Regions from separate parts of the Mus musculus genome. Here region 2 is linked to region 1. Evidence: chromatin contacts called from public HiChIP or PLAC-seq data. All regions are on one chromosome and are shown on one strand. The core of a region is the stretch at or near the end of the contact, and the rest is flanking DNA. Distances in the headings are between cores, read along the strand shown.

Region 1 (4,371 bases), core at 837-3,336:
TAAGAGCACCCGACTGCTCTTCCGAAGGTCCAGAGTTCAAGTCCCAGCAACCACATGGTGGCTCACAACCATCTGTAACAAGATCTGACTCCCTCTTCTGGTGTGTCTGAAGACAGCTACAATGTACTTACATATAATAATAAATAAATATATTTAAAAAAAAAAAAAAAAAAGAAACCTCAGAGCCCACCCCCCAATGACATGCCTCCTCCAACAAGGCCACACCTCCTAATCCTTCCCAAACAGTTCCACCAACTGGGGACCAAGCATTCAAATCTAAGAACCTGTGGGGGCCATTCTCATTTAAACCACTATAGCAGGGCTGTGTACATGGGGGGGGGGGGTGTACTGGCTAGTTTTGTGTCAACTTGACACAATTGGAGTTATCACAGAGAAAGGAGCTTCACTTGAGGAAATGCCTCCATGAGATCCAACTGTAAGGCATTTTCTCAATTAGTAATCAAGGGGGAAAGGCCCCTTGTGGGTGGGACCATCTCTGGGCTGGTAATCTTGGGTTCTATAAGAGAGCAGGCTGAGCAAGCCAGGGGAGGCAAGCCAGTAAGGAACATCCCTTCATGGCCTCTGCATCAGCTCCTGCTTCCTGACCTGCTTGAGTTCCAGTCCTGACTTCCTTGGTGATGAACAGCAGCATGGAAGTGTAAGCCGAATAAACCCTTTCCTCCCCAACTTGCTTCTTGGCCATGATGTTTGTGCAGGAATAGAAACCCTGACTAAGACAGGGGGTAACCCCTCTATTAGAGTACGCCCCTATCCTTGCATATCTTTATTTTTGAGATAGGAAATGCTGAGTGACTCAGGCTGTCCCTAGCTGGTGATCCTTCTTGCTTCCACCTATGGAATACTAAGATTACACCTCACCTCAGCGCCCAGTGGTGAGGGTTTCACACTCAGATCCAGCCCCTCTTGTCCTTACCAGTTGTAGGTGACCTATTCCTCCCCAGGAGCTACCCTGGTCTGCTGGCACCCTGCCAGAGTCACCCTGATTATAATGCCTATTAATAGTTCAGCTGTCCTCACAAGACTCCTGATTCAAAATGCCCCTGTGGGGCCATATTAATGCAAGGACTCTAGGGCTGTTGGCTTACCAAGGCACTCTGTACAGAAGGCTTGAGGGCATCAGGCTCCAGGGTATAGCTCAGTGGAAGAGGCTGTGCTTATCATTTTTGAGGACCGGGGTTCCATCTTCACAATTGCAATAACAACAATAATAAAAGAATGATAATACGTGTGCAAACTTGTCCCTGTAGTCTCACCTGAGGTTTGGTTTGCCAAAGTTCTGATTCTGGGCTCTGTCTCGAAGGATCTGCATGGAGCAGATAGGGGAGGCGCATTTTCATTGCTTTTAAACCATCTGTAGAAAGGGCAAAGACTAAAATTAAAGGGAAAACACTTCCTTCGATATGGCGTCTGTGTGGACCAGCCAGCCATGTCCGGGGACCCGGAGCTGACTTTGAGATGAATGCGTTTATTCCTGGATCTGTGTTTCGCGCAGGTGAAAACTCGGCTCCAAACCTTTACCCTCAAAGAGTGGAATCAGGCGAGGGACTCAGCCTGCTGCAGGACGCAAAGGAGCAAGAAGCCATAAGTACACAGCCTCCAGCTCGTGGACAGAAGGGGGCGGGCGCAGGAGGGGCGAGGCCGAACGAAGGAGGGGCGGGAGCAAGAGGCGGGGCTGTACAGACCCGACCCAAACGAGGTAGGTGCGGGGCCGTGAGCGTGGTAGGCGGGCAAGAGGCGGAGTCGAGGCAGACCCGGAGACCAATGAAAAAAAGCGGACGGGCCAGAGGCGGGGCCTAGAGAGGGTAGTGACGTAGTAGGGCGGGGCCGTCAGGGCTGTAACTCGCTGGATCAGGATTCAGGAAGCGTGGAGCCCAAGTACTGGAAAGGGCATCGGTAGGCCTTAGAGGGGCGGGGCCGGCGTACAGCTCCGCCTACAGACCAATCCGCGAGTTTGTACTAGCTGTGACTTGGAGGCTGCGAAGAGAGCAACGTCTCTATAGGGCCGCCGCAGGACGTCTTCCGTTCGAGGGGCGGGCCCCGCGCGGTGGCGGGAAAGAAGTGCCTGAGGCGCTGCCTCTGAGTCGCGGAGGGGCGGTAACGGGCCTGGGCCGCCTACTCTTCAACATGGATGCGGCCGAGGTGGAGTTTTTGGCCGAAAAGGAGTTGGTGACTATCATCCCGAACTTCAGTCTGGACAAGATCTACCTGATCGGGGTGAGCCAGGGCGGTACGGGGCGGCGGCCTGGGATCATGCTCGGGTCACCGCTCCTTTCCACCTGGGGTCTGCGTTGTCCTTGCAGGGGGACCTGGGGCCCTTCAACCCCGGCTTACCCGTGGACGTGCCCCTGTGGCTGGCCATTAACCTGAAACAGAGACAGAAGTGCCGCCTGTTACCTCCGGAATGGATGGATGTGGGTGAGCATTCCCGGGCCCGGGTGGGCGGGCTTGTACGGGGAGGGGGCTGTAGTGATGGCGCACGCCTGTAGTCCCAGCACTCTTTAGAGGCGGTAGAGGCAGGAAGATCTCTGAGTTTGAAGCCAGCTTGGTCCACAGAGGGAGGTGCAGGACAAACAGCCAGGACTACACAGTGAAACCCTGTCTGGGGGTGGGGTGGTGTCCTAGTCAGGGTTTCTATTCCTGCACAAACATCATGACCAACAAGCAAGTTGGGGAGGAAACGGTTTATTTGGCTTACACTTCCATCACCAAGGAAGTCAGGACTGGAACTCAAGCAGGTCAGGAAGCAGGAGCTGATGCAGAGGCCATGGAGGGATGTTCTTGACTGGCTTGCCTCCCCTGGTTTGCTCAGCCTGCTCTCTTATAGAACCCAGGATTATCAGCCCAGAGATGGCACCACCCACAAGGGGCCTTTCCCCCTTGATCACTAATTGAGAAAATGCCTTACAGCTGGATCTCATGGAGGCATGTCCTCAAGGGAGGCTCCTTTCTCTGTGATAACTCCAGCTGTGTCAAGTTGACACAAAACTAGCCAGTACAGGTAGGGATTGGGGAACAGAGATGCAACCTTAAACAAGTTTTGTTTTTGTTTGTCTTTTTTTGTTTCTCTGTGTAGCCCTGGCTGTCCTGGAACTCACTCTGTAGACCAGGCTGGCCTCGAACTCAGAAATCCGCCTGCCTCTGCCTCCCAAGTGCTGGGATTAAAGGCGTGCGCCACCACTGTCTGGTGACTCTGATAGTCTTGAAACTGGGACCCCAGTTTCTGTGCCTTGAGGGGCATCTTTAGCACCCCTGTCCCCCAAAGCCTGAGTCCATTTCCCAGTGTCTGCTGGCCAGGGTTGGGGAGCAGGGGAACAGACTTCTATTGCCTTTGCTACATGGAGAGGAGCAGTCAGGAGTGCAGGAGGCCTCTCTGTCCTGGGATCTGAGGTCAACAGAATGCTGTCGTGTGCCATGCGGCTCTGTCTTCTGGAAATGTGTGGTTTGCAGTTGGCCTGTGGTCACGTGGCCATCACCTTGTTATCCTAGGTTTTCTCTTGCATGAGTATTCTGCATCTACTTACCCATCCTGTGAATGGGTATTTAGGTTACTGCCCATTTTGAAATATTTTTTTTTATTTTTGTACGTAAGGGTGTTGTATGTATGTATGCATGTACGCCACTTGGCGCACAGTGCCTTCAAAGGCCAGAAGAGGCTCTCTGGATCCCCTGGAACTGGGGTTACAGGTAGGTAGTTGCTGCCACATGAGTGCTGGGACCCAAATCCAGGCCCTCTGACAGAGATACAATTACTCTTAACGGCTGAGCCATCTCTCCAGCCCCGTTTCCCAGTCTTAAAAGTCATTATTGTGTCCGTGTGTCTGCACATGTGCCGTGTGTGGCGCAGGGGTGAGCAGAGGACAGCGTGTTAAAGAGTGGGGTTCTGGCCTTCCACAGTGTCTAGCTTCATCAGGCTTGGTGACAGTCACCTTTATCTATGGAGCCATCTCCCCAGTCCCCAGGTCACGTCTCATTTTGTACCGTTGTGTGAGCCTTTCTGTAGATCGGTGTTTCCCTTTGGTTGGTTGAGACGGGGCCTCATGCAGCCCAGGCTGCTGCCTGCTTGCTGCGTAGCTGACACAGGGCTTCACCTGATGACCCTCCTGCCTCCACTAGCCCTCTTGCTGGGTGACAGGTGTCTGCGCTCTGCCTCCTGGCTTGGTTTTCCTTAGGATAACCAACAGATACCTCCTGTTGGGGACCTGTTGGGCTAGAGGACAGATGATTCTTAAGTTATAAGCGGCTGCCAGACAGTCCTGCTGAGTGTTGAAAGGTCCGAATCCCACAGAACTGTCGAGGAGGTCACATTGTCCCACATCCTGGCCAGAGGTTTGGCCTTGCCGGTGGAGGGGC
Region 2 (4,371 bases), core at 696-3,195, 75 kb after region 1:
CTCCTCCTCCTTGAAGCACCCAGACAAACCTGCCTGTGGGTGCCTAGCCTCCGAGAAGGGAGCTGGAAGTTAAGCTGTTCACCCCAGACACCAGATTCGAACCCCTAAATTTATCCCAGCAGGCCCAGGGGCCTGATCTGTGAATGGAGACACTCCTGAGGTATCAAAGATAACTGATAGAAAATTCAATTTTTTTTTTAAAGGATGTGGACTGAAGTAGCCCAGGCTAGCCTGGAGCTCCTGCTCATCCAGTCTCCATCTACCCAGTGCTGAGAGGGACAGGCAGCAGGCATCACCACACCCAGACAGAAATTTACTGTCAATGGCAGCACCATCTGTGTTATTCCATGGCAGTTCCCACCTCCCACTGAGGTGCGGCTTATCCTCTTGTCCCCATTTTACAGGTAGGCGAGCGAGTCACAGAGAGGTTGAGTCCCTTGCCACACAGCCAGTGAGTGGCAGAGGCAGGAAGAGAACCCAGGCAGGCTGGCAGAGCACCCCAAAGCACACGTGAGCAACGCCTGGGTCACAGCTGAAGTCTGTCTCCCTGACCCCCAGGGTAGCAGAACTGACATTGAAGTCAGCTTTACAAAAAAAGCCCAGGAAGGACCCACAGACGGTAATGACAATGGAAGGGTTGTGGACAGCAAGAAGATAACCACCCACCTGTAACCAGCAACAATCCTGCAAGATGCAAGAGAAGTCTGGAGGGGCCATATGCAACAGTGGAAGCCATTCTTCTCCATGAAGTATGGACCACATCTACAAGCAGCAGGCTCCAACCCCCAAACAGAATTATTACCTTATTCAAGTCACCAACAAGACTAAAGGGCGGGCAGAGGCCCTCAGGCTCAAATGGCTCAGAGCCACCTGGACAGGCCTGACCTTGAATACCCTAGAGACCAACAGGGAGAGAGAGGCCTCTAGGACCCAGAGAGAGATTGGTGTCTAGAGGCCTAGTACACTCTTCCTAGGTCCTGCCAGCCCCTCCCCAGACAAGCCAGGTAGAAGCTGCAAGCATCAAAACTCAGGCGGCTCTGTCTGCTCTCACTTTTAAAAGATGGCTTGGAGGATCTGTTACGCTTCCAGGACTGGGGTTTGATTCCCAGCACCTACTCGGTAGCTGACAACCAACTGTGACTCCACTTCCGCAGGACTTGATGTCCTTTTCTGACCTCCATGGGTACCAGGCACGCACATGGTGCGCAGACACACATTCAGGCAGACCCTCTGGCTGGATATGTACTTGGGATTTTAAGTGACCACCCTTCCCTGGGCTATCTGGGATGGCTCTCACAAGTGACATCAGGTTCAAGCACAACCCCTGCCACCATCACCCCCCCCCCCACACACACACACCATTGATCCCGTAAGTGCTGGAGACAGAAGATGGATCACTCAGGGGACTCTCAGGACACCAGACACTTGGACACAACAGCATTCCCCTCCCCTACCCCCACGCCCTACCGCTGCCACCCCCCCCCTCAACCAACTAACTCTTCCCGCCAGAGTGAAGCCAGAACTTGAGATTGGAGAATAAAATTCGATTTGAAAGAATTTTATGGCTCAGCCCAACGACAGCTTTAAATATTAAAAAGGCATAAAACGGGAAGGGGGGTAAGGAGAGGGAGGACGGGAAAGTCGTATGGAGAACCAGCCTTGCTGGGCCTCCAAACACATCACCTTGTAGGAAGGAGCTTGGGAGAGAAAAGGCTGCTGGGGAGGCCACTGCCTCCCCCACCCTCCGCTTCCCGGATCTTCCAAACCTTCCCCAGACAGGTAATACATCCATTATTGATGGACCAGTACCCAGAGAGTGTAAATTACTGAAACAAACACAGCATAATTAGGGTATTACAGGCGGCGTGGAGGGAAGGCCCGGGTGTGCGGCGCTTGGCTGGGCCTTTCATCTTTGCAGGTGTTCGGGCTGCCTAGCCAGCAGCCCAGCCTGCTTACCATATGCACAGCCCCGCTAGCCAGTTCTCAGCTGGGAGGCCTATGGGGTGTGTGTGTGTGTGTGTGTATGGGAGGGGGGCTCCAACCCGCCCCCTGCCCCCCCCACCCCTAAATCCAGGAGATCCAGCCAGCCAAAGCACACAGGACAGGGGAGGACAGGCCTCCAAACACGCGAGCACGGGTACACACACAGGGACACACACAAAGACCCAAGGCCGGTCTGCGGGCTGTGCAGCTGGCAAGCCTGTGTCGCTGTCCCCGTGCGTGCCCTCAGGATTTCATGACAAGAGTGAAGCTGATCGGGCAGCCTCTGGCTCCGTAATTAGGGCCAATTGAAGGTGACAAAGGAATCTATAGACATCGCAGTGGGATGTGGCGGTGATGAAGCCGCTTTGAAATGGTGGTTTGTACTTAGTGGGTTATCACTGTCCCTACATAAAAGCTGTTGCTCCCTCCGACGCCCCCTCCCCCCCAGCCGCCACCAGGGAAGCCAAGGAGGCCCCAGACACCCCTCTACCAACTGCCTTTTCTGGGTCAGGCTTCTTCACTTTGATGGCTCTACCAGGAGGGGGGCCAGGTCTCAGCTTTTGTTTTTTGAGTTGGGAGGTGGACAAAAGAAGAGCTCTGGAGGCTTCGGGACCCGGCACAGGCTGGGGGGTGGGGGTGGGGTAGATAGCTGGCGTTTTGGCTATCAGGGAGGGAGGGGTGTGATAAGGTGGGTGTCTGCGGACGAGTTTGCATGTGCGAGTTCACATTAGCGCTTGTGTGTGTGTGTGTGTGTGTGTGTGTGTGTGTGTGTGTGTGTTTAGGCCCAGGGTCTTCTGGTCAGCAGCCACCTACATTCTCTCGTGTATGACTTTCTAAAAAGCTACGACTGGGTTGGGGGCTGTGGCTCGGTTGACCTAGCCTGTATGAAGCCCTAGGCTAGGATCAATCCCAGCATGGAATCAACAGTGCACAGCAGCACAGCCTGTAATCCCTGCACTTGGGAGGGGAAGTCAGGAGGATCAGGGGTTCAAGGTCATCCTCAGCCACACAGTGACTTCTAAGGCCAGCCTAAGCTACGAGAGACCCCGTCTCAAAATAAAATAAAGTTGGCTGGCGCAAGGCCCCCTGTTTGTAGCAGATGTGCAGCTTGGTCTTCAAGTGGATCAGCCTGGGGCTGTCTCTGACTCTCTTACCTGCCATTGGATGTTGGCTTCCCTTCCCCTACCTGGACTTCCTGGTTGGGCCTCAGCAGGAGATGATGTAACTGGTCCTGCTGGGACTTTGGCATCCCGTGGGGGAGTGATACCCAAGGGGGCTTCCCCTTCTCTGAGAAGAGGGGGGAGGGGATAATGGGAGAGACTGGGAGGAGAGGTGGGGGCTCGATCGGGATGTAAAGGGAATTAAAAATAAATAAATTATTGAAAGAAAATTAAAATTAAAATTAAAAAGGTATAAAAGCAAAAGCATGCTAGACCCTGACCTAAGAACACACTGAGTAGTCACTGGCAGAGAGAGGTGAGTCTGGGGGTGGAAGCCACTGAGGAGCAGGGTCCTGCTCACAGTGAGATACACAGGGCTCTCAGTCTCAGTTCCTGAAGGCTGGGCTACTCTTGGTCTGCTGTCCTCCCAAATCTCAGTTGGAGAATTCAGGTAAGCATCTCAGAGGATGGGGTCCCCTCGAGGACAGGGCAGTGTTCTGGGGGCGAGGTGGGGGGAAGCAAGGCTCCAGGAAGCTACCCCAGCCTATCCCCAGCTGGGTCCCTGGGGCTGTGCCAGCCTGCTCAGGCACACACACGTGTGTTCCTCTCTTCGTGCCCACAGTAATCTCCGACTTTACAGCAAATTATTAAAACTCACTTATATTTAATCTGCCTTCTGGAATTAATTGAATTTTTACGCTCAGCAAATGCCACAGTTTGCGGGGCCTCCCGGTCGCTGGCTCAGAACAGCTAAGTGACAAGGCAGCAGTCGACCAACTGTGGGGCTGGCTGTGCAGACGGGATCCAGGGAAGGAGAAGGCATTAAGAGAAAAGGGTGTGGTGTGAGACAGGCCATCCCCGTCCCAGATACCCTGAACTGTGAACAGACTCTGTTTCCATCAGCACAGAGGCCTGGACTTGGGGTACGCTGGCCCAGGTGTCAGTCTGCAGAGACCCGTGCAGAGAGAGCAAAGACTACCCTACACGCCAGCTACGCAGGGAAATGCCCTTAGCCTGGGTCCTCCTGGTACTGTCTGGGCCCCCAAGAGAATCCCAGAACCCCACCTCTGACTCTGAACTCGCTGTTCAAAGGCTAGGGGGGGTCTCCCTGACCTCTGAACCCCAGCCAACCTCGGCAGCTGAGACCCACCCTGAAGGCAGAGGCGCTGGGAGCCAAGGTCATGTGGAATGCTGGCAAGCTCCTTCTTGCAGAGACACATTAATCAGG

The links. HiChIP or PLAC-seq counts read pairs in DNA pulled down with a chosen protein or histone mark.
Region 2: a contact with region 1 is called in an H3K4me3 HiChIP or PLAC-seq map of the SCID.adh cell line, with 18 read pairs. The contact joins the enhancer-like site here to the promoter of Gins2 in region 1. A contact is called at or near these places in 4 of 39 promoter capture datasets (3T3-L1-derived adipocytes, hippocampal neurons, liver and 1 more), 3 of 484 Hi-C or Micro-C datasets (the HL-1 cell line, cerebellar granule neurons and nephron progenitors), 7 of 115 datasets of contacts at active chromatin or transcription factors (the 230-238 cell line, the SCID.adh cell line, embryonic stem cells and 2 more) and 3 of 9 other capture datasets (adipose tissue, liver and pancreatic islet).

What each region holds. Positions count from the first base shown.
Region 1 is chr8:120,586,790-120,591,160 of GRCm38.p6, reverse strand. Gins2 (GINS complex subunit 2 (Psf2 homolog)) reads left to right here and starts at 2,086. Exons shown (of 5, transcript NM_178856.1): 1 at 2,086-2,235; 2 at 2,322-2,436. The coding sequence starts at 2,146. It overlaps Gm10614 (a long non-coding RNA gene), which reads right to left and starts at 1,984. Exons shown (of 4, transcript XR_003947476.1): 1 at 1,107-1,984.
Region 2 is chr8:120,511,900-120,516,270 of GRCm38.p6, reverse strand. It overlaps a transcript of Gse1 not described here. Among named protein-coding and RNA genes, the nearest start is that of Gse1, 23 kb to the left of the region's middle. Within about 2 kb of position 1,945, at least 40 of the 459 cell types and tissues checked have an H3K27ac peak or open chromatin away from gene starts, as enhancers often do. A contact at or near this core is called in the SCID.adh cell line and cerebellar granule neurons, where this site is marked.